Linked DNA regions of Mus musculus: regions 2, 3, 4, 5, 6 and 7 are each linked to region 1. The links are chromatin contacts, called in public Hi-C and HiChIP or PLAC-seq maps. All regions are on one chromosome and are shown on one strand. The core of a region is the stretch at or near the end of the contact, and the rest is flanking DNA. Distances in the headings are between cores, read along the strand shown.

Region 1 (2,776 bases), core at 129-2,628:
CACACACACACAAATGAGTTACCTGCTTTATTCTCCAGGGTCTCCATTGGACTCCAAACTCTTCTAGGAATACAGTCCCCCTCTCTTCCCTCCACATCACTGGCTTTCTTTCTCTTCATCCTTGCTCCTCCTTCACCCACTCCTAGCTTCTACCATAATGGGCCCAAATCCTGTGATCTGCTGCGGACAGCCCAGCCACTTCCTCAGAGCTAAAACAAACATTTTAGTGCACAGAACCCTCTTTCCCATTGCCCGGTCCCCGGTCCTGTGACCTTCTCACCAGCCGGTGCCATCTGAAGCTATGCATGTGCTTACTGGACAGGGCTCCTGTACGTATCCATTTACCATCATCTGCACCTGTCAATGAGGAAGCTATCACAGGCTTGCCCAGAGGCAAGGAAGGCGCGCACAGAGAACTCCTTGCAATGGAGATTGGTTGAACAATGTAGTGGCCATATTCTGAAAGCGCCCCCCCCCCAGGCTGTACCCAGACCAAGGTCTCCCGTGTTCCTTGAATCCACGGTTGTCAGCATGGCTGGCGCCAGTAGCCCGTGGACGCATGCGTGAACAGCGGCTGTACATGAAGGTATGCATGAAGAACTGCAGTCTGGAAGGCTAAGCAGGCCTGGAGTGGAGAGAAGAGTAGGGGTCACTAGAGTTGGGGCTACCTTGTTCCAATCTGGCTATTCACCTGTTAGTGACTTTGAGTTTGACTTCACCTCCTCAGTTTCTCCAACTGAAACTTGGGCTGCGTGTCTCTGATCAGAAAGACAAAAGGCCAGAATGCACCACCTGCCGCACCCAGCAGGTGTCGCCGTGAGAGCGCTCTGAGCTTTCACCTGCGCGTGTTCTCAGGTTCTGCTACTGGTCATTGGGCTCCAGTCCAATTCCAAGTCTCCACCGGTAGCAAGATTCCGGAGGATCCTGTCACGTCTCGCCTTAGGTGCAATCAGCCCCTCGCACAGACGAGGGTGAGGAGAGAATGTGTGGGGTAGTAGTTCTGCAGGAGTCTCCACCCCAGTTCCCTGTTTCTGGCCCGTGTGACAGAGCTCTAACAAGGCGTGAGGGTTCTGAAATGAGCCTATATCCTCTACACCCAGAGGATGGCCCTTGGGCACCTGCTGGTCTCAACCTGCGAGTTAGCGAAGGATGCTAGGCAGGCAGGATTCCACCGCCCTCCACCCCCAACTCCGCTCCACGCCCCCGCCTCCCACCGCCGCGAGCTCGGAGGAGCGCCGCGGGAGCGCGCTCGGGGCAGACATCCTCGACCCGCGGGCGCTTGGGCGCGGGGCGGGCGCTCCGGGAGGCGGGCGGGGGAAGGGCGGAGAGGGAGGGGCGGGGGCGGGAGGCAGCAGCGCCCCGCAGTCCCCGCGCCTCAAACACTTGCCGCGATCGCTGGCGCGCAGCGGCGCCCCTTGTTGCGCTTGTTCTCCCCTCCTCTGGCTCCGCGGCTCCCGCGCTCTGGGACAGTCTCCAGTGCCTAGCGCGGACCGACGCACCGACGGACCGCCCAGGGAGCCTCGGCCCGCGCCCCCTGCGCAGGCTATGTGGATTGCCCCGCCGGGCCCGGCTGGCGGGATCAGCACAGCCCGGCCCGTGGCACCCGCCACCAGCGGGGACTATGACCCGGAAAGCGCGGCGCTGCCTGGGCCACCTCTTTCTCAGCCTGGGCATAGTCTACCTCCGGATCGGGTAAGCACCGCGCGCGTTCTTTCCGCGCGTGCGACGGAGGCAAAGTTGACTGGGCCCGGGAGGGAGGCGCGCTGCCCAACTTAGCTCAGGAGAGGCAGTGGGAGGTGCAGGAACCCTGAGGGCACAAAGGCTCCCCGTGAGCGGACAACCCAGGGGCGCACGCAATTCCACAGACTCGGGCAGGGGATCGGCCATCCCAAGGATCTCAGAGTCAGGGATACCTCCAGAAACAGACAGTTAAGTGTTTCTGGAAGCGAATATCTGCTCTATGGGGTCCCCAGGAACCGCCCCACCCCCCGCCCCTGCGCGCAAGCCACAAGCACAGTAGATCCGGCAGGACCACAGCCACCCCTAGAGAGCTCAATTCCCAGCAGGAATTCTACGCGCGATATTGTGAGCGCAGCCCTTTTGCAGACAGGGCTACTCATGTAGCAAACGTGGGCCCAGGACTGGGGGTGTTCCCTGGCAAAAGCATAAACCACCTTTCAGAGCTCTGGCACCGCCTCATTTCCAGCGGCCCTCAGACCCCCTTCCCAAGCTAGGAGGACAGCACATTTAACAATCAGAACCAAATAGTACGACCAGAGATAGTTAATGGCTAGTCGGAGACACCAAGGAGAGACGCTCTCTAGCCGCCACCCAAAGAAAGCAAGACAGCCGACCCTGGGGTCGCTGGGGTGGGAGCCAAAGAACCCAGGCGTCAGGAGGTGGGGCAGGAGACACTCTAACTGGAAAGTGGAAGCAGGTGGCTTCTTGCGCTGCGTTGCGCGGCCTCTCTTTGTACTTAGGAAGTGACTTGTGTGCAGCACGGTTTTGGGGACGTGGGGGGCTTTAATCATAGACAGAGGTCCTAGCGCCAAAGGGCTACCTTGGGAGGCTTCACACCTGCCTCTCTCTATACACCCCTACTACCTGTGAACCTCCTGTCGCTGCCTTGGGAAGAACTGGACCCAAGGCCAGGGGGCGTGTGTGGCAGACCCTTTGTGTTTCTCCGCCGCCACCCTCAGGGTTCCCACTTCCCCAACCCCACCTCTCTGGAATGGGATTTCAAAACCAAGTGCGCTCTGAGTGGACTAGGCGGCCT
Region 2 (2,776 bases), core at 102-2,601, 470 kb before region 1:
AGGACCCAATATTTAAAATTCTGAAGAAGAAGGAGGAGGAGGAGGAGGAGGAGGAGGAGGAAGAGGAGGATTTTAACTTTGTAAATGTATCAATTACCTAGCTATATATCTTTCTATTCTACAACTACATCTGAATCACAAAATGACCAATCAATTCCGGGACTTCGTTTGTGTTATAATTATTAAAAACATTATCCTCCAGACAAGTTAACTTTGGTTTGGTTTTTAAAGACAGGGTCTCACTGTGTAGCTCTGGCTATACTGGAACTATGTAGCTCAGGCTGGCCTCTGACTTACAGTGGCCTCTGTCCACTTGTCTCTGACACTTATGTGCTAAAGTTAAGCGCATGCGCATATACTTCCTGATTAATTCAGTTTGCAAGCACTGAATCCAAGCAAACATGATTACTAAGACCAATTTTTCTATATTAAAAAACAAATTCCAACAAAAAATTTGATACATTAGATGTTTTGAACAATCAGAAAAGGCACCATTTTGCAGTCAATCAAACTGAGCCTGGCTTCTCACACAACAAATCTGTGTGTACATTGAGGAAAACGGGATTCACCTTTGGGTGTCAACTTCATTATCCATTAAGAGTGACAATTAATACCACCTACACTCAAAAGCACTTCTGAGGACTCGATGGCAGCACACATATGAAGCACGGACACAAAATGTGTACAGTGTTTACAAGTTTTCTGCTGAGAGTGGTTAAGTTAGCAAAACTCCTTACATCCTGTCAGACCTTACTGGCCCGGGTACCCCATCCCACAAGGCACTAGCTAACTTGTCTGGATCCTGCTGGGGGGGACCCTGGGAGCCCTGGGAAGACAAATCATATCCCAGTGCTCGAGAAGGGCTTTGGACTAGTGGAGAACCCAGGAAGGGCTCGTCCTCCAAGTCCCTGCGGACAGAGAGCCGGCTGTGGCGGCGGCTGACCCGCAGGATGCGCCCTGAGATCCCTGGGAGGATGGCGTCCGAGACCCGCCTGGGTTCGAGGGGAACGGAGCCCAGGCGCCTGGCGGAGCCGAGTTCAGGATCCTGTGAGTAAGGAAGCTGAGGAGGGTCTCTGCGGGGAAAGGGTCGGTCAGGATCCTTGTCAGATGGGCAGTCCAGGCCCCTGACTTGCGTGGGACAACAACTAGGTCACCATTCTCGACTGAGACAGGCGGAGGGAACGCGGAGCACGGAGCTAAGCCACACTTGTACTCACCGAGGAGGCTGTAACGTCCAAAGGCTTTTTCTTTCGGTCCATCGTCCCGCCAAGGCGTCCAGTCCCAAGACGCAGCCTCCCTGTGGCCTCAGTCAGACCCTACGAGTCCGCCACCCCCACCCGGCAGCAGAACCGGAAGTGTCTTTGATAGGGACGCTGAGTTTGCGTCATTTTGCGACTTGGATTTACGACCTCGGCGCCATCTTGAAAGCGTCAGTATGAGGTCCCTAGTCGCTACGTCGTCATTTTGAGAAGGTCAGAGGGTTGGAATTGATCGCAATTGGCCATCTTGAAGAGAGCAGAAAGTGAGGTGAAAATGACTAGTATTGTCGCCGTCTAGAGAAGGAAGGAAGATAGCTTTCATTGCAACACACACTATATTGACTGGAGAGTCTTAGATGATGGAAAAGAATAGCAGCGTATGAAGAGAGCTAAGTAAACTCCTGTCTCCAACATGAAAACAAAAGGAATTTAATGAAACTGGTAGTGGTGGGAATTATTGTTTAAGAATGGGCTATGAGAAACACTCGTTTTATGTTGGTTTTTTTTTTTTGGTGTTTTGTGATTTGTTTTGTTGGTTTTGTTTGTTGTTTTGCTTTTTAGGCTTTTTTTTTTTTTTTTTTTGAGATGGGGTCTTACTGTACAGCCACCTGGCCTCAAACTCTCTATGTAGACTTGGCTAGCCTCAAATTTGCAACAGCCCTCCTGCCTCTGCCCCCTAAATGCTAGGATTACATGTGTGAGCCACTATGCCCAACAGAATATTTGAATTTTAACTATTCATTCATACATTCATTTGGGGGTCACTGGGTACTCCTGGCTGCCTGGAACTTGCTTTGTAGACCATGCTAGCCTTGTACTCAAAGATACCTGCTTACCTCTTCCTCCCTTATGCTGGGATTGAAGCTGTGTGCCACCACAACCAGCCCCCAGAATACTCTAATTTTGAAATTACTATTTGAATTGCTAAAGAATTAAAAGAATTTTGACCTGGGATTTAGGACAAAATTTCCAACAATTTCTGAAATGGCCCTAAACATGAATTTGCTGTATCTTTGCAAAGCAGTGTTCTCCACATTGATGATGATAAAGTCAAAACAATCAACTCTGAAAAGCACTGAAGATGCTCTGTGACCTACAGTATCAAATGTTTAGCCAATATTTAATTCCTTTTGTTGAAACAAGCACATTCATGTCATTAGGATACAAATTGTTTTTCATCTTTAATAAATGGTGAATATATATATATATATATATATATATATATATACATATACATATGTGTGTGTGTGTGTGTGCGCCAAATTGTTTTAAAGTAATTTTTAAAGTATCCATATATACCTCAAGTCATGAAAATAATACTGGGTAAAAAGAAGTTGTAAGTGAAATAATTTTAAGATATCCTCCCCCCCCCCCGCCCCCTGCAGTTGGGAGGCAGATGCAGGCGAATTTCTGAGTTCAAGGCCAGCCTGATCTACAGCATAAGTTCCAGGACAGCCAGGGCTACACAGAGAAACCCTGTCTCAAAAAATCAGAAAAAAAAAGAAAGAAAGAAAGAA
Region 3 (2,776 bases), core at 205-2,704, 430 kb after region 1:
GTGGTGGTGGTGGGACGCAATAGGCACCTGGTAGGTAATTCATGCAGGCTAGATTCTTCCCATGTCTGTCAGTTTCTCAATTCTTTAGATCAGCTGAGCCAAAGCAGGAGGTGGAAACTTAAAGGCTAGGTGCAAGAGATGTGCAGTGGGGGATATGGAGCTGTGGCAAAGGGTTGCTGGAGCTAACAGCTGTTATTAAGCTGAGTTTCCAGAGGTGACAGAGCAGAATAGGGCCACAGTTTGGGGGGAAATGGAGCTAGGGGATTGGCCTCTACTTTCTACCTTTGGGCAGAGGATAACAACATTCTCAGGCCTCCCTATTTGCATATAGTGGCCCTGAGAAGAGCCGGTCTGACAAGCATGCTGGTTGAGCAAGACCTGACTGACCTTTTACTAAGTAGCTGGTAGCCACTGCAGCCTGAGTTAGGAGCTCCCTTCTCACTATATAGATGAGCTTCAGGGGTCCATTGCTTTCCCTGAGACAAGAGTGAGCTTGATAATTACCTCACTAGGCACAGATGCCTAGACATGCTAGAAGCTTTCAATCCCAGAAACTTTAAGCTCTTCCTCAGAGGGCTTTCTTGAATGTCTTGACCTCTAGTACCAAGAGTCATTATTTATTCCCAGCACTGGGGGAGAAGATTAAAACAGGGAAGAAATCCATTCATTCATGGTGCCTTTGCTATCTGGGAGTTATTTGCTTCTGTTGTTATTGACGTTGATTTTCCCCTGACATCAGCACTCATTTATGCAGTGTGCAGTCAGCTACATTCTAATGATCCATTTCTAGAACCACATTTCCCTCACTAGAGCTTGGGTACCTAGTGGGTGCTCAGAGTATATAGCCTGAATGGGTAAGCCAGGGAAGACAAGAAGTATTGGAATCATCAAACCGCAGGTGCGAATGAATGTATTGAACCAAGTTTAAGAGAACATGGCAATATCCCCTAAGGGTTTGCTGTGTGCTCATACCTTATGTGTCATCACTCCTATCAGGCAAAGACAGGCTCCCATTATACAGATGTGAAACCTAGGCTTAGAGGGATCACATGCCTTGTTTAAGCTCTGTCTGGTCGTCAGCCAGTGTTGGATCTCACGCTGTTTGGCTCCTGATCTTGCTCACCTCCTGCCTGACTTTCACACTGTGGAATGATCAGACCACTTCTCAGGATTCTTTTTGGCTCCTGGCCAGTGCTTGAAGGTGCACAGCATGTTTGGATCCCTTCTGCCCCATTGAATCTTGTCACCAATGCAGTGCTTTTGGTGGTGATTGTGTAAAGGGGAAAAGGTAGAAGAAGGTGACCCCCTTTTAGCCTTTGATCTCCTGAAGTTTCTTGGCAGAAGTAAACATCAGCCTCAAGTGGCTGGGGAGAGGCCCAGTGGAACAGCCTCTTCCGCCTTCTCATCTGCTCCAGCCCTCAAGGGCTGTCACATCACACATCACTCTGAGAGGACGTTTTTTCTGAAGCTCTGAGTTGGTGACTCACTCTGGGGGAGGTTTTCAGTGGCATTCAGTGTCTGTTGACTTACCAAACAAAGTGCTTTTCTGGGTTTGTGGTGACATTAACCATGATGGTGGTGCTTCATTTCAGGGGCATGCTCAAGGGTGGCCGTAGAAGAGGGGGTGGCAAGAGGAAACTGGACTGTCCTAATTGGCAGCAGGCAGATAACACAGAAAGCACTATGATGGTCCTGGCAAGGAGCCTTTGAGTTGTGTTCTTCAAAGTGGTTAGAAAGTACCAAAACTGGGGTGTAGGGGCTAGGAAGCAGAGTGCTCTTATGCGCAGATTCCTTTCTCCCTAGGAGCAAAGACTAGGGGTCTGGAAGAGGATAGGAAGGCCTTTTTTCTCCTCACCTGTAACTGTGGCTGAGAAACTGGTGGCAGGAGACCCTGTGGTTATATTTCCACTAAATAATATTCTCCTTCTCCCAGCTGAGATAAAGGCTGGATCCAGTGCTGAGAAGATGTCCCTTTGTCAGGAACAAGCTGCACCACACTTTGGGACACTTGTCCTAGTTGGACAAAATGTATTAAACTGTAAGGGATCAGGGTGAGCCATTCTTATTTTTCCAGCAGATGGTAGAGTCCACAGAAAGATGAGGGAGTGTTTTTCTGAAGCTCTCTCCCAGCCGTCTGACAAGCTAAGCAAATTATTATTTTACAACCCAGAAAGTAAATCAGGGAATGCTTCTTTATCTAGCTGGCGCTGAGAGAAATAGTGAGTGGTGCAGTGTGTGAATTGCAGTTGAGAGCTGCTGGTGCTTTTGACGTGAGTGTTCACACCAGATACAGGCCACTGTGCCTGCAGAAACCTCAGACCTCAGGGCTTCGCTATGGGGAGGGAGGTGTGGTGAGCGCTTGGCCACAGGAGGCAGGCATTTGGGAACATCCATATGTTGTGTCATCAGGATGACTATCTGTCAGTTATTTTGTCTATAACATTGCTTTGACAGCTGATTGGATTGTTTGTGCTACTTTATTTTTTTATAGAAGAGCAACACTTGGCTTAACTTGGGAAGTACACAGTTCTGTGCTTGTCTGGGTGTCAACAGGAATAATTACCACTGAGCCAGCAGAGAAACAAACATAGACAAACTGGGAATTTGTCAAAAACTGGAATCAAAGAAGGTGAAACTGACCTATCTGAAAGGGAGTACGAGCTACTGATGTAGTTATGAGACCATCTGAGTTCAGTGGATCTCCTGCTTGCAGACGTTCACCCAGCATAGACACATGCTAGTCTGCAGACCAGATCTCCCCAACTATAGGCTAAGT
Region 4 (2,776 bases), core at 103-2,602, 400 kb after region 1:
GCTTGTGTCAGAGCAAAAGAGACAGTTAGAGCTGAGCCCCAGGGACAGATGTGCCAGGGGACAAGAGTGTCACACAGACTCAGATATTAGTCTTGACTCCTCAGAGGCATCCATCCCCAGCAGGCTGTGGGATGGGAGGAGTTGGTAGAGACAGTGTTGTCTGAGCAGGGGAATTCCAGAAAAGACAGGCAGGGCTACCACTGAGAGGTCAGGTTGGGATGGGAGGATGGAGACTCTACACTGTCCTCATGAGAGATACTCCCACAGAGAAAGATAGGAAAGCCCACTCCTTTCAGTAATCTATTTGTCTGTGATGACCTAAGGTCTTAGTCACCCTCTACAGTTCCTGGGGTACCTTTCTCTAAGAGTCTTCTGGAATTGTGCAGTGCCCAGTAGCCCTTTGTCTCCTGACTCCCATTTGGCTTGTGTAAGAGGCCCTTGAGCTAGTGTTTGCTCATCTTAGTGTTAGAGGACAGCTTTATGGCCAGAAGTGCACGCACACCCACACACACACACACACACACACACACACACACACACACACACACACACACGCACGCACGCACGCACGCACGCACACACGCACACGCACACGCACGCACACACACCCTGTTATCAAAGCCTCTTCCTGTTGTCTCTGGTCTTCAAGGCAGGACTCCTGAGTATCCTAGCATGCTGGGTGGTAGCTGTCCTCATGGCTTTGGCTTGATGCACAGCTATTCTGCTACAGTCCTTTCTGACTCTTCCTCCCAGTGTTTGTTGAAGTTACCATAGGGTCTTAGTGACAAAGTTCCTTTCACTTGCCTCCAGGTCCTTGTTACAATAGCATTGTGCTCAAGAGTCTGGTTCTTCCATCCTCTTGGCTCCGTGGAGAGATAACAGGATGTGTCATGTGACCCACCCCAGACTACTGACTGAGCTCAGGAAGGTCAGAGGTCATGTTCCAGGCTAAGTGGATATAAATATTTATGAACCCTACACATCCCAGTAAATCTCATCCACACCCTCCACAGGATTAGCCCAGTCTAGCTCATAAGGTATTCATTGGAGACAGAAGGCTGCTGGGTACAGAAGCACAGGTTGGGCAGTGTACTTTCCCGTGCCTCCCCTGCCCCTGTCAGTTTCTGCTGTCCTAGGTATAAGCCCCTGGCATGCCATGGGCACACACTGAGGAGTATAGTGGGGATATTGGCTATTTATTCCTTCATGCTCACGTCCCTTTCCTCCCCAGATCTTGCCTCATCTCCGGCTGCTTTCAACACACTGCCTTCTGGTCGCAAAGCCAGCCCTCCCTCGGGGCTCTGGAGCCCAGCCTATGCCTCTCACTAGGCAATGTGCAGGGCTGGTATTACTACACAGCTGAACTGACACCTGGACAGAAGGGTCACTGTCATTTTCACACCGGGGTGAAACCACGCCTGGGCCCTAGGCCATCCTCACTGCCCTGGCCGTGCTGAATCACTGCCTGATTCACACAAGCAAGGGATTTTAATTTGTTTGCTTTTAAATCTCTTTCCCAGTCTTGAGGGTCAGGGCTTCCTGGTTCCCTCCTTCTCATGTGGTGTGCAGGGTTTGGGGGTGCTGCTTAATCTTGTATTTGTTCTGCTCGAGGAAGCTCGCTTCCCTGTTCATGGCTTTTGAGTATTGGAAGCTGTTTCTACATCATCTACAGATAATGTCACTGTAGTGATCTCAGGGAAAGGATTTTCTCATGACTCCTGGGGTTTTTGTGGTGCTTGGAATAGAACCCAGGGTTTCATACCTGCTTGGCAATTGCTTGTCCATTGGCACATGTGCACACCAGCCCTTTATTGTGGGTTTTTTTTGTTATTGTTGTTGTTGTTTTTTGTTTTTTGTTTTTTTTTTCATGAAAACTCACTCTTCTCCTTATCCTACTGCTGCTAGGAAATGTGGGGGACAAGCAGATGTGGATGTCCCCTAGGGGACACCATGCCCAGAGCCCTGTGCTGACTGAGCCTTCTTACTGTGATAGTTACTGAGCCTCAGCAGAGTGGCCCTCCCTTCAGAGCCCCGGGAGGACTTCGGTCTTGTTTCAGCAGAAGGGCTTCTGTCACCAGGGTTGGAGTACCTCTCGCTCTCCCTGAGGCAGCTTGGGAATAGCCACAGCATCATCGGCCCTGCCCTGCAGCCACTGGCAGGGATCTTCTGATCTCTGGGTTTGTTCTGAGATGCTGCTGTGACTTGTGGAGCAGAGAGACCCAGGGTCATCTGCTCATCTGCCTTGGAGGACACAGAATGCAGTACCTCAGTGGATCTGAGCCACCCTATTGGCCCTCCTCTCCCCCTCCTCTGCCACCAGCACTCGCCTCGCTAGCCCAGGAGCGAAGAGGATGCCTTGGGAATACGACGCATCTTCACGTCCAAGCTCAGGGTCATGGCCTCTGTTTCAGGTCCAGGTGCTGTGGTGCTGTCAGAATGAGCCAGAGACTCACCTCCAAGTGGACGTGTATGGGCACCACGTCACCAAGAGTTGTTTGCCTTTGAAGGTCATGTGTGATCCTTTGAGGCTGAGCCATAGGATGGACTTTCTGGACGTGAGGATAGAGTCTTTGTGCCCAGCCAGCCACTCAATCTCCCCCGAGAGCTGTTAATGGAGTCTTCCCTGCATTTGTTTAATAAAGTTCTGTGTAGTTTCTTAAGGATGCGGTGGTTCTTGGGGGTACTGACTCTGCCTGGGTGTTTACTATGACTGATGGCCTGTAAGCACCAATGGTGCCCTTACCTCCTCCCTGGCCATGGGGTCTCCCTACCCTGA
Region 5 (2,776 bases), core at 205-2,704, 340 kb after region 1:
GGCTTAGGCATCAGTTCCTCTGAGCTGGAGTTGTGAGTTGCCTAAATGTGTGCTGAATATTGAACTCAGGTCCTCTGCACTCTTATTCCCTAAGCCACCTCTCCAGCCCCCAATCATCAGTCTTCCCGTGCTCTCTGTCGCGGTACGTGAGCATGGGGGTATGTGAGCATGGGGGTATGCCTGCCACTGGTCTGAGAGCAGCCTCAGGCCAGCTGACATGGAAGCCTCTGGGGATTCTCCTGTCTTCCATCATGCCATAGGAATGCTGGGATTGCAAACACATGCTACTGCTTTGTGTTGGTGCTGGGTTTTGAACACCCTTTGGACACCTTTGAACATCCTCATCCTTACCCAGCAAGTGCTTTACACACTGACCCATCCGTGACATGTTTTCTAGCATATGAAGTTTAGGTTCTTAAAGCAGTGGAAGTCATAGCAGACCATGAGCTAGCTTCTCACCTGACTTGCTCAGCCCTCTCTAAAGTGGGGATGCCAGTAGTCCTTGTTCCTAGGGTTGTTGAGAGATGAGATGAGGGAAATTGGTCATGAGATGCCTAAGCAAGACCAGAGCTCTTTCACCGCAGAGTCTGGTGTCGCTTTTCCTTTCTGGGAAATTGAACTCCTATCCAGCAGGTGTCTTCAAACAAAAGTACTGTGTTCTCTGCCCAGAGAGTGAAGATGGTGGGTTTCCCAGAACCTGTGATTTCCTGGGAATTGTTCTGTGACCTGGGCTCTTGTTGGGAAAGTCATTTTTACACAAATTTAGACCGAGGGGGGAGCACAGAGAGTGGTCAGGATTAGAATCATTCTTTGCGATGGTAAGCTGAGCATCCAAAAACCCATAGAAGACCATCAGGTCCAACTTTTTTGGTAATACAGTGAGAACCCCACTGGGCCCAGATGTAGAGAAGAGCTTGCTCACTTCGGGGGGGAGGGGGATGGTCAGGTGTTCACCACTGCTAGCATTCTTCAAGCTGCTGTCTTGACAGCAGGTCCCAAGAGTCAGGGCTGGAGACGGCCGTCTTGGTGTGCAGCATTTCACACTTTCATCTTACCTGCTTTTCTCATCTCTTTCTCATACAGAACTCTCAATGCCTTCTGATCAATATGAGCTGCAGCTCCAGAACAGCATCCCAGATCCTCAGGGAGACCCCGCCCGTCCTGTGGCCATCCTGACACAGGACACATCAAGAGTCACTGCCATGCAGATGGGACAGAGCAACCTGGTCCTGGGCCACAGGAATATCCTCCGCTCTGGCACCGTGTCGTGCTGACTGCTTTGAAGCCAAGTTGTTTTTCTCCCTTAAAGCCAGCCAGGACTAAAAATAGCACTGTTTCCCCATCTGTCTGAAAATCAGAAAGAGCCTAAATAGCAACCCGCTGAGTGGAATTGCTCACCTCTGTAGATGACTCACAGAGACTCCCAGAGCCAGGAGTCTGGCGGAGGCATACGTCACTCCAGGCCTCTGGAAGCTTCCCAGGAACCACAGTCCCTCCCCTCAGAGGGGGCCTGGCAGAAGCTGTGTGAGTACTGTGCGAACACTGGCACATAGGTTGTTGAAAACCCAAGATGGATTGTATGCCCTGGGGTCCCTGGTGTCCCTTGCAGAGACTCGGCTTTGTAGGGCAGATGGTACAGTAAGGGTCTTGACTCACCAACATCTTCGCTCTAAGATGTAGATCTTCGGCCTAATCTAGGGGTTCCTCACCCACTTCTTAGTTCATATGGTATCTGTGTGATGCTCAAACCGTGTGCATCAGGCAGAAAGCCCTGGCTGCTTTACCCTTTGTATCTTATGTTTTATACCTTAATTAAGAATTCAGGTATCCGTATGCAAGGAGCTTCTAGGCTCCCCAACAGCACCATCTATGTGGTTGAAGCCGGATACCTAGGTAAGTCTGGCCCCCTGGGGTTTCCTACACATTGATTGCCTGTGATTCCATCATTTGAGAGATCAAAGAGTAAAAGCAAGACCTGAGATTCAGCTCAGCAGTATATGTCTTAGCTCATATGAGAATAGTCAATCCCTTGGACCTGTCAGCAAAAGCAAACCCACCTAACTGCAGAGGTACAGTAGCTCTCACACTGACCACATCCTCCGCCATGCTCACGGCCATCAGTCCTCAGCCCTGGCAGCATGCAGACCTGAGTGCTGCTCTGCACCTGTCAAGGTTGGGGACCCTGTGCCTAGCTGGTCATCTTTAGGTTGATGTGAGAGTTGGCAGTACCTTGGCAGGGAAGAAGGAGGCATCAGAGAGAGGAGGGAACCACCTGTAGCAGTAAATGACCCTGAAGCCCAGGTGGATCTGGGAGCTGCAATGATAGCCAGCGCGGAGACCTTTGGGGCATGTGTGTCATGGGAGTCACCATGGTAGTGTTTTCTTTAGTCTGAGGCAGCTCACCTAAGGAGCTCACAGCCAGAGTTCAGTCTGGAGAGCAGTGGCCAGATGGGCAGCAGTACCCTTAATTAAGATCCTCTTGTCAGGGAGCTTGTGAACCTCTGGTGGTGCAGCACCCAGCTAACAGGCACCAACCCCCGTATGCCTCAAGGACCCTTTGTGTCTCGGCAGCATCCTTTGCCTGATTGGCCTGGGGTGAGACTTAGCTCCACAGTAGAGGTTGGTACAAACAGGTGGCAACAGTGTGGTAGGAGCAAACACCAGGGCAGAGGAAAGACTTCGGGAGGTTCATGGGAGGCAGGTGCTGTGTCAGACTGATTTTCTGTGGTGGGAAGGGCACCTGGCAGAGTTAACAGCTTAGTTGGAGCTATGGAGA
Region 6 (2,776 bases), core at 130-2,629, 330 kb before region 1:
CAGCACCAGAAGCATGGCAAACGGGAAAGTAGCGGTGAAGTAGACAACCTGTTGTCGAGAAGGCATCGGGTAGACTTGTGAGTGTCCTTGCTGCAATGAAGTGTGGGCCATCCTCTTCTCTCAGAGGCACGTGCTTGCCCTGGGTGCAGCAAGGACCCTAGAGACATATTGGTCTCACTTGCCGTGCCGTCTTTAGTGTGTTGTGCGACCCCTGAGCCTCTGCCACTTTCCTTAAATATGACATAAGGGTCTCTCTTATAGATTTAAAAAAAAATCCTGTGGATAATTCACATAGCCCATTCAGGCTCAGAATTTAACAAAGCAGGCAAGACAGAAAGCATGCCCACCCTTTGAAGAGATTATGCAAAAATACAAACATACAGACTGAGTCAACTATCAGGGACCCTAGGCAACGACTCAGCCCGTGGTCACATGGCACTCAGCACATATCGGCTAGCATGACAACTATCAGTATAACACAGGGGTCGGTGGGGGGGTTGGGAGTAAAGAAAGGGCTCGAGAGATGACACGTGGCTGAGAGGACTGGCTGCTTTTGCAAAGGACCCAAGATTGATTCCCAGCATCCACGTGGCAGCTTAGACCCAGTTGAAATTCCAGTTGCAAAGGACCTGACATCTCTGGTCATCTCTGACACCAGGCACACATAATATTTAGGCAACATACCTACACATATTTAAAAAAAAAAAAAAAAGACAGAAGCAGGTATAGGTGCACATCTGTAATCCTAGCACCCAGGAGGCTGAGGCAGATGTGTTCAAGGCCTGCCTGGGGATACAGAGTGAGACAAGGGGTCAGCTCCAACTCTGAGATGCAGGCCATGTTGGTCACTCTCTCTGGGTTTCTTCTCATATACAATGAGGACAAGAGTCACAGCAGCCCTTATCCAGGGGAAGATGGGTGAGCATCGGCACGGTCAGAGCCCAGCCGATGACTGTCAAGACATACAGCCTGCTTGACAGTGACTTGAGAGGTAGGCAGGAACTTCCCTAAGGTCATGCCCAGAATGGGAAAGACCCAGCAGGTTCCCAGCTTACAGGAGACCCATGGGGTCACGCTGTGTGGCTAGGGTTGGGATGAGGAAGAGATGGGTAATAATGCCCTTTGCCTGGTCCTATGAGCTGTTTAGCCACCCCACTGCAGGGTAGTTGGCCTTTACCATGGGTAGAAGGCCTGAGGGAGGCCATACTTTCTAGGAGGTCAAGCCCCTTGGAGAGGAACTCAAGCACAATGGCTGGTACTATCACTACCCTTCCCCACTTTTAGGGGAGAGACGTGGACTAGATAGGCTTAGGTTCCCAGCTCTGAGGCTAAGATAAGGAGATGGACTGGCCCAGAGGGTCAGCTGGAGTTTACCGCTCATCTATCCTACCTCCCAGTTGGCAACTGTGGCTGCCGCTTCCAGGGGGAACTCTGATCTCACCCTCTACCGAGGTCTTCAGGGAGTGTTTGGAAACAGCCCAGAAGGTGGTGGCAGGGCTTAAAGGAGGGCCCTCTCCTGCCTGCTACCCCTCCCCTGGATGCCTTTTTTCTTTCTCTGGGCCTCTGTGTCCCCAGCCACCCTCGCTTCTTTTCCCGTGATGGTCTGACAGACACCCGGGACAAAGGCCAATCAGGAAGCCACTAAAAGTATAAAAGAAAGAAAATCCTCCTGTCCCCTCCCTTCCTGTGGCTAGGCAGGCAGGCACCCCTGGCCAGGTCCCCTCTCTGAGGCCCTGCAAAGCCACACCCAAACTGGTAAACAATGACCATAGAAAGGCACGCCACGGGGTTCCCCAGAGGGCTACAAACACTTCAGAGTCAGTGGACTGTGGCCAGAAGCACTGGTGGGCTCACTGGGGTGGGGAGGGCTCCCTGGCTTGCCTCTTCAATAAGCCTACTATGTGCTATGAACTTACTTAATACTTACCATACCTGGATGAGCCATTACAACATGTCCCTTCCCTTGTGAGCAAACAGGCCATACCAGCCGTCATGTCACCTGTCTGGAGTCCCCAGTTAGAAGTAGGTGTTCAGAGGTAGGATCTAATCTAGGCCAAGTACTTTTGGGGCTCCCCTATCTTTGGGAGTGTTACTGTTGCTGCCACCTCCCCATCACACCTACCCAGCCGTCTCTCTAGAAAAAGCTACCCTTGTTTTGTAGCCTTTGCTACTCCTTGGATGAGCCCGAGAACCATTCTCTCAACTTTTCCGTGACTGTCCCTCGGGATCCTCTAGGGAGAGGCTGGTGCCAGGCGCCACCTTGGGCCCCTGACTGTGGCCCAGTAGGCCTTGCTGTGGGACGTGGTATTTTTCCACTCCTGTTGCTGATCCTTCAGAACAGGGCCAGAGGCCTTGTGGAAAATGGAGGCTTAGGGGGCACCTCATCCCTGGTCCTCTGGAGGTTAGTGGGTTTGCAAGAGGGACCTGGCTTCCGGTCTCCTGCTACTTAGCTTTACTTGGGAGCAGATGGCCTGACCAGCAAGCTCATTCGATTACATTACACCAGGGGAAACTGAGGCTGAGCAAGGTAAGAGGTTTTGTAAAGTCATTCCATTTATAATGGACAGAGCTGGGTCCAAACCCAGAACTAGCCCTGTCTGCCCCATTCTGCTTTGTTTCTGACAAAACAGGCTGTCCTGGAGTGTGACCACAGACCCAGCCACACACAGATCCAGACCTTTCCAGGGTGAGCACCAACAACCTGTCTCCTTGTGAGAGCAAGCAGGAACATGCCAGGCTTCTGCCTCCCTGCACCTGCCAGCCAGCACGAGGATGA
Region 7 (2,776 bases), core at 100-2,599, 270 kb before region 1:
GTCAAGCGCCTGGCCAGTCTTTGAGATGATTTATTTCCCCAGGCAGGAAATGGGGGCCCAGGCTGTCTCCCAAGCCTTTGGGGCTGGTCCTAGGGAAGGCAGGGATCTGGCAGAGGCCAGGCAGTGACCAAAATAGCCAGGTCGGTGGCCCTGCTGAGCACACGCCTCCCTTGCCGCCAGGCTACAGCCTAGGTTGAGGCTTTGGGACTGTAGGATCTGTTCCTGAGACTGGTTCCTTGTGTGGCTTCCCCAGTGGGAGCAGACCAGAACCTCCCACCCAAAAGAGGAACCCATAAAGTGAAGGGGAGCAGTCTAGAGGAAGATGTGTTCAGCTGGTGCTACCCATTGCCCCTGGCTGTCGTTTCGGGCCTCAGCCCTGCTACTCAAGCCTGGGAGCGACTGTCACACCTGCGTGCCACACCCAGGCAGCACCTGGAGCCATACCGCCCTTTTACCTCTCCTAAATACTACGAAGAACCAAAGATGTCCATTGGGCCCACTGGGCACAAGGGATGGCCTCTCGGGTACAGCTAGAAGACACTAGACTTGCCCCCAACCACAGATCCAGGGATCCAGGCACATTCGGGCACACACACGTGCACACGGCCAGGGTTCCGGAGACACAGCCACACGTACAGGTTCACATAGGCAAGATGTGTGTGTGTGTGTGTGTGTGTGTGTGTGTGTGTGTATCAGAAGACAGAGCCACACGGCCACACTACACTCAGGTAAGGCAGCCCCGGACATAGCCCTGGTCATATCACACACCCCGGGGCGCACATGTACACGGCTGCCTAGGGTGGAGAAACAGCCACTCTCAGAAACAGAGACATCCAGGGACAAGGAGGCACCCCGTGGGACACACACACACACACACACACACACACACACACACACACACCTGCCGCCGCACCAGCAGCCCCAGCCCCTTCGCCAGGGAAACAATAACTCCCTCTCCAGCAGAGCTGAACAGGAGACCCTCAGTCCCTCCCTCAGGGGTGAAGGGGATGAAAGAGCGCGGGGAGGCCAGACCCGCAGGGACCCGGTGAGGTGGCGGAGCGCGGCCCGGGGAGGGGGCTGCAGTCGCGGCCCACACGCCCTGGGTACCTGGGTGGCTAAGCCCACAGCGGATGGCCCGGGGCTGGCGAGGCTGGCGGGACTGGCGGCGATCGCGGCGTTGGCGGCTGGGCACGGGAGCTCGGCAGCAACCAGGTCCCGGAGCACGACGCTGGCGGCGGCGCGGAGGAAGCGGTAATTTATAAGCGGCTTCTCCCTGACCTCGCGTGTCTGTTGTCTGAACAGGCAGCTCTCCGCATCACCCATCCTGCTGGGTGGAAAAATACCAGCTTGGCCGGGCCTGGGCGGGGCCTAGGGAGGGGCCTGGTCTGTCGGCCACGCCCACACACGGGGCGCGCGCGCGCGCGCGCACACACACACACACACACACACACACACACACACACGCACGCACGCGCGCACGAGCTCGGACACACAAAGAGCCGGAGCTCGCCTCGTCGAGCGCGCGCACCCATCCTCATGCTCCATCCAAACGCTGGTGGCTAATGGCACTGCTCAGGCCTCTCATGCAGGCGATGAGGAGTTAGAGACCCAGACCCCTGGCTCATCTCCTGTCCTGATATTACCACACCACAACGCTCTCTAACACACCCACCTAGGTCTGTGGACGAGGCCTGTGGCTGCCGCAGCAGCTAGATCCCTACCAGAATCTGCTCCTCCCCCATTGCCCCGAGTCCTCTCAGGGCCAGTGTGCAGCTCTGCAAGCCTGGCTGAGCTGCCGTGGAAGTGATAATGGAGGCCAAGTCCCCCACCCCCACCCCCACCCCCACCCCTGGCCCACATGAGGCTGTGTTTTCGAAGCGCCCCGACTTCGTCGTGGCTGTGTGACATCAGGCAAGTTCCCCAGACCTTCTGTGTCTTAGTTTCCTCATCTGTAAAACGGAAATAAAAATAGTGGAACTCATCACTTCTGGCTGCTGGGAGGGTCCAAGGTTAACAGTGTAAAGAGTCTGAACAGGACACCAGGCACCTAGGAAGTGCCAAACGAGTGTCAGCAAATGTGACTATTTTTAAATGGAGATGGGGAGTGTGCCATTATTCTTGTCCTTATTTGAATGAGCATGTCCTCCATCTGATTGTACACACCCACAGCCTGGCTGAGCCTGAGGTGGCGCTGTGTGACCTTCAGTAAGGCCTTCCCCCTCTCTGCTTGCCCACTTCCTTTTCTTTCTTCTCCACTCTCTCTGCACATAAGTGTCAATTATGTAGCATGGCTATCCTGTCTCTTAAACTGGGAATGGTAGCCCCAGACCTGACCAGCCTGAATCCATTGTCCTAGGCTGGCATAAGACACCAAGAAGCAAAATAAGGTGGTGGTGTGACTCAAGCCTTTAATCCCAGCGCTGGGAGGCAGAGACAGGCAGATCTCTGAGTTCAAGGCCAATCTGGTTTACAGAGTGAGTTCCACTAAGGCTGCACAGAGAAAACCCGTCTTAAAAAAAAAAAATCCAGACTCACATTTCATTACCCACAGCACAAAGGGCTGAGACCAGGGGGTAGGTCAGAGAGTAGGAAAGTGGCTGTTTTGAACCCAGAGCAGACTTCAGGAAGCCCAGAGCCTTTGGGCAGACAGAAGGGTGGGGGTGGGGAACAGAGGAAGCAAGGGCTGTAAGGCTGCAAAAGCCTGCAGGCATGGTGTCACAGGACTCTACAAAGAGTCAGGGCAGGGGAGGCCACAGAGGCCTGGCAGGCCCAGGGA

The links. Hi-C and Micro-C count contacts between places; a contact is called where the count stands out from the background. HiChIP or PLAC-seq counts read pairs in DNA pulled down with a chosen protein or histone mark.
Region 2: a FOXA1 HiChIP or PLAC-seq map of pancreatic cancer cells shows a contact between it and region 1. The contact joins the promoter of Ccdc174 here to the promoter of Wnt7a in region 1. A contact is called at or near these places in 1 of 39 promoter capture datasets (liver) and 3 of 115 datasets of contacts at active chromatin or transcription factors (bone marrow-derived macrophages, embryonic stem cells and pancreatic cancer cells).
Region 3: a contact with region 1 is called in an HNF4G HiChIP or PLAC-seq map of pancreatic cancer cells. The contact joins the enhancer-like site here to the promoter of Wnt7a in region 1. A contact is called at or near these places in 7 of 39 promoter capture datasets (the 3T3-L1 cell line, frontonasal cranial neural crest, hippocampal neurons and 3 more), 3 of 484 Hi-C or Micro-C datasets (all in embryonic stem cells) and 3 of 115 datasets of contacts at active chromatin or transcription factors (astrocytes, embryonic hindbrain and pancreatic cancer cells).
Region 4: an HNF4G HiChIP or PLAC-seq map of pancreatic cancer cells shows a contact between it and region 1. The contact joins the enhancer-like site here to the promoter of Wnt7a in region 1. A contact is called at or near these places in 4 of 39 promoter capture datasets (the 3T3-L1 cell line, embryonic stem cells, liver and 1 more) and 2 of 115 datasets of contacts at active chromatin or transcription factors (double positive thymocytes and pancreatic cancer cells).
Region 5: a Hi-C map of cerebral cortex shows a contact between it and region 1, with 4 times the contacts expected there. The contact joins the enhancer-like site here to the promoter of Wnt7a in region 1. A contact is called at or near these places in 2 of 39 promoter capture datasets (hippocampal neurons and liver), 7 of 484 Hi-C or Micro-C datasets (cerebellar granule neurons, cerebellum, cerebral cortex and 4 more) and 4 of 115 datasets of contacts at active chromatin or transcription factors (astrocytes, forebrain, neural tube and 1 more).
Region 6: a contact with region 1 is called in an HNF4G HiChIP or PLAC-seq map of pancreatic cancer cells. The contact joins the enhancer-like site here to the promoter of Wnt7a in region 1. A contact is called at or near these places in 2 of 39 promoter capture datasets (pre-B cells and stem cell-derived epiblast-like cells), 3 of 484 Hi-C or Micro-C datasets (B cells, embryonic stem cells and palatal mesenchyme), 1 of 115 datasets of contacts at active chromatin or transcription factors (pancreatic cancer cells) and 1 of 9 other capture datasets (liver).
Region 7: a contact with region 1 is called in an HNF4G HiChIP or PLAC-seq map of pancreatic cancer cells. The contact joins the promoter of Slc6a6 here to the promoter of Wnt7a in region 1. A contact is called at or near these places in 2 of 115 datasets of contacts at active chromatin or transcription factors (embryonic stem cells and pancreatic cancer cells).

Annotation. Positions count from the first base shown.
Region 1 is chr6:91,409,955-91,412,730 of GRCm38.p6, reverse strand. Wnt7a (wingless-type MMTV integration site family, member 7A) reads left to right here and starts at 1,378. Exons shown (of 4, transcript NM_009527.4): 1 at 1,378-1,692. The coding sequence starts at 1,622. Gm30437 (a long non-coding RNA gene) reads right to left here and starts at 1,403. Exons shown (of 2, transcript XR_377869.4): 1 at 720-1,403; 2 at 15-625.
Region 2 is chr6:91,876,628-91,879,403 of GRCm38.p6, reverse strand. It overlaps Ccdc174 (coiled-coil domain containing 174), which reads right to left and starts at 1,351. Exons shown (of 11, transcript NM_172730.2): 1 at 1,218-1,351. The coding sequence starts at 1,259.
Region 3 is chr6:90,982,994-90,985,769 of GRCm38.p6, reverse strand. It overlaps a transcript of Iqsec1 not described here. Among named protein-coding and RNA genes, the nearest start is that of Gm38860, 26 kb to the left of the region's middle. Within about 2 kb of position 1,454, at least 27 of the 459 cell types and tissues checked have an H3K27ac peak or open chromatin away from gene starts, as enhancers often do. A contact at or near this core is called in hippocampal neurons and pancreatic cancer cells, where this site is marked.
Region 4 is chr6:91,012,952-91,015,727 of GRCm38.p6, reverse strand. Nup210 (nucleoporin 210) reads left to right here. Exons shown (of 40, transcript NM_018815.2): 40 at 1,232-2,661. The coding sequence ends at 1,329. Among named protein-coding and RNA genes, the nearest start is that of Gm38860, 4.4 kb to the right of the region's middle. Within about 2 kb of position 1,352, at least 39 of the 459 cell types and tissues checked have an H3K27ac peak or open chromatin away from gene starts, as enhancers often do. A contact at or near this core is called in pancreatic cancer cells, where this site is marked.
Region 5 is chr6:91,075,024-91,077,799 of GRCm38.p6, reverse strand. Nup210 (nucleoporin 210) reads left to right here. Exons shown (of 40, transcript NM_018815.2): 7 at 1,084-1,242; 8 at 1,825-1,893. Among named protein-coding and RNA genes, the nearest start is that of Nup210, 40 kb to the left of the region's middle. Within about 2 kb of position 1,454, at least 99 of the 459 cell types and tissues checked have an H3K27ac peak or open chromatin away from gene starts, as enhancers often do. A contact at or near this core is called in cerebral cortex, forebrain, hippocampal neurons and 1 more, where this site is marked.
Region 6 is chr6:91,737,149-91,739,924 of GRCm38.p6, reverse strand. It overlaps Slc6a6 (solute carrier family 6 (neurotransmitter transporter, taurine), member 6), which reads right to left. Exons shown (of 15, transcript NM_009320.4): 7 at 1-48. Among named protein-coding and RNA genes, the nearest start is that of Gm44981, 17 kb to the right of the region's middle. Within about 2 kb of position 1,379, at least 44 of the 459 cell types and tissues checked have an H3K27ac peak or open chromatin away from gene starts, as enhancers often do. A contact at or near this core is called in B cells and pancreatic cancer cells, where this site is marked.
Region 7 is chr6:91,682,640-91,685,415 of GRCm38.p6, reverse strand. It overlaps Slc6a6 (solute carrier family 6 (neurotransmitter transporter, taurine), member 6), which reads right to left and starts at 1,349. Exons shown (of 15, transcript NM_009320.4): 1 at 1,108-1,349.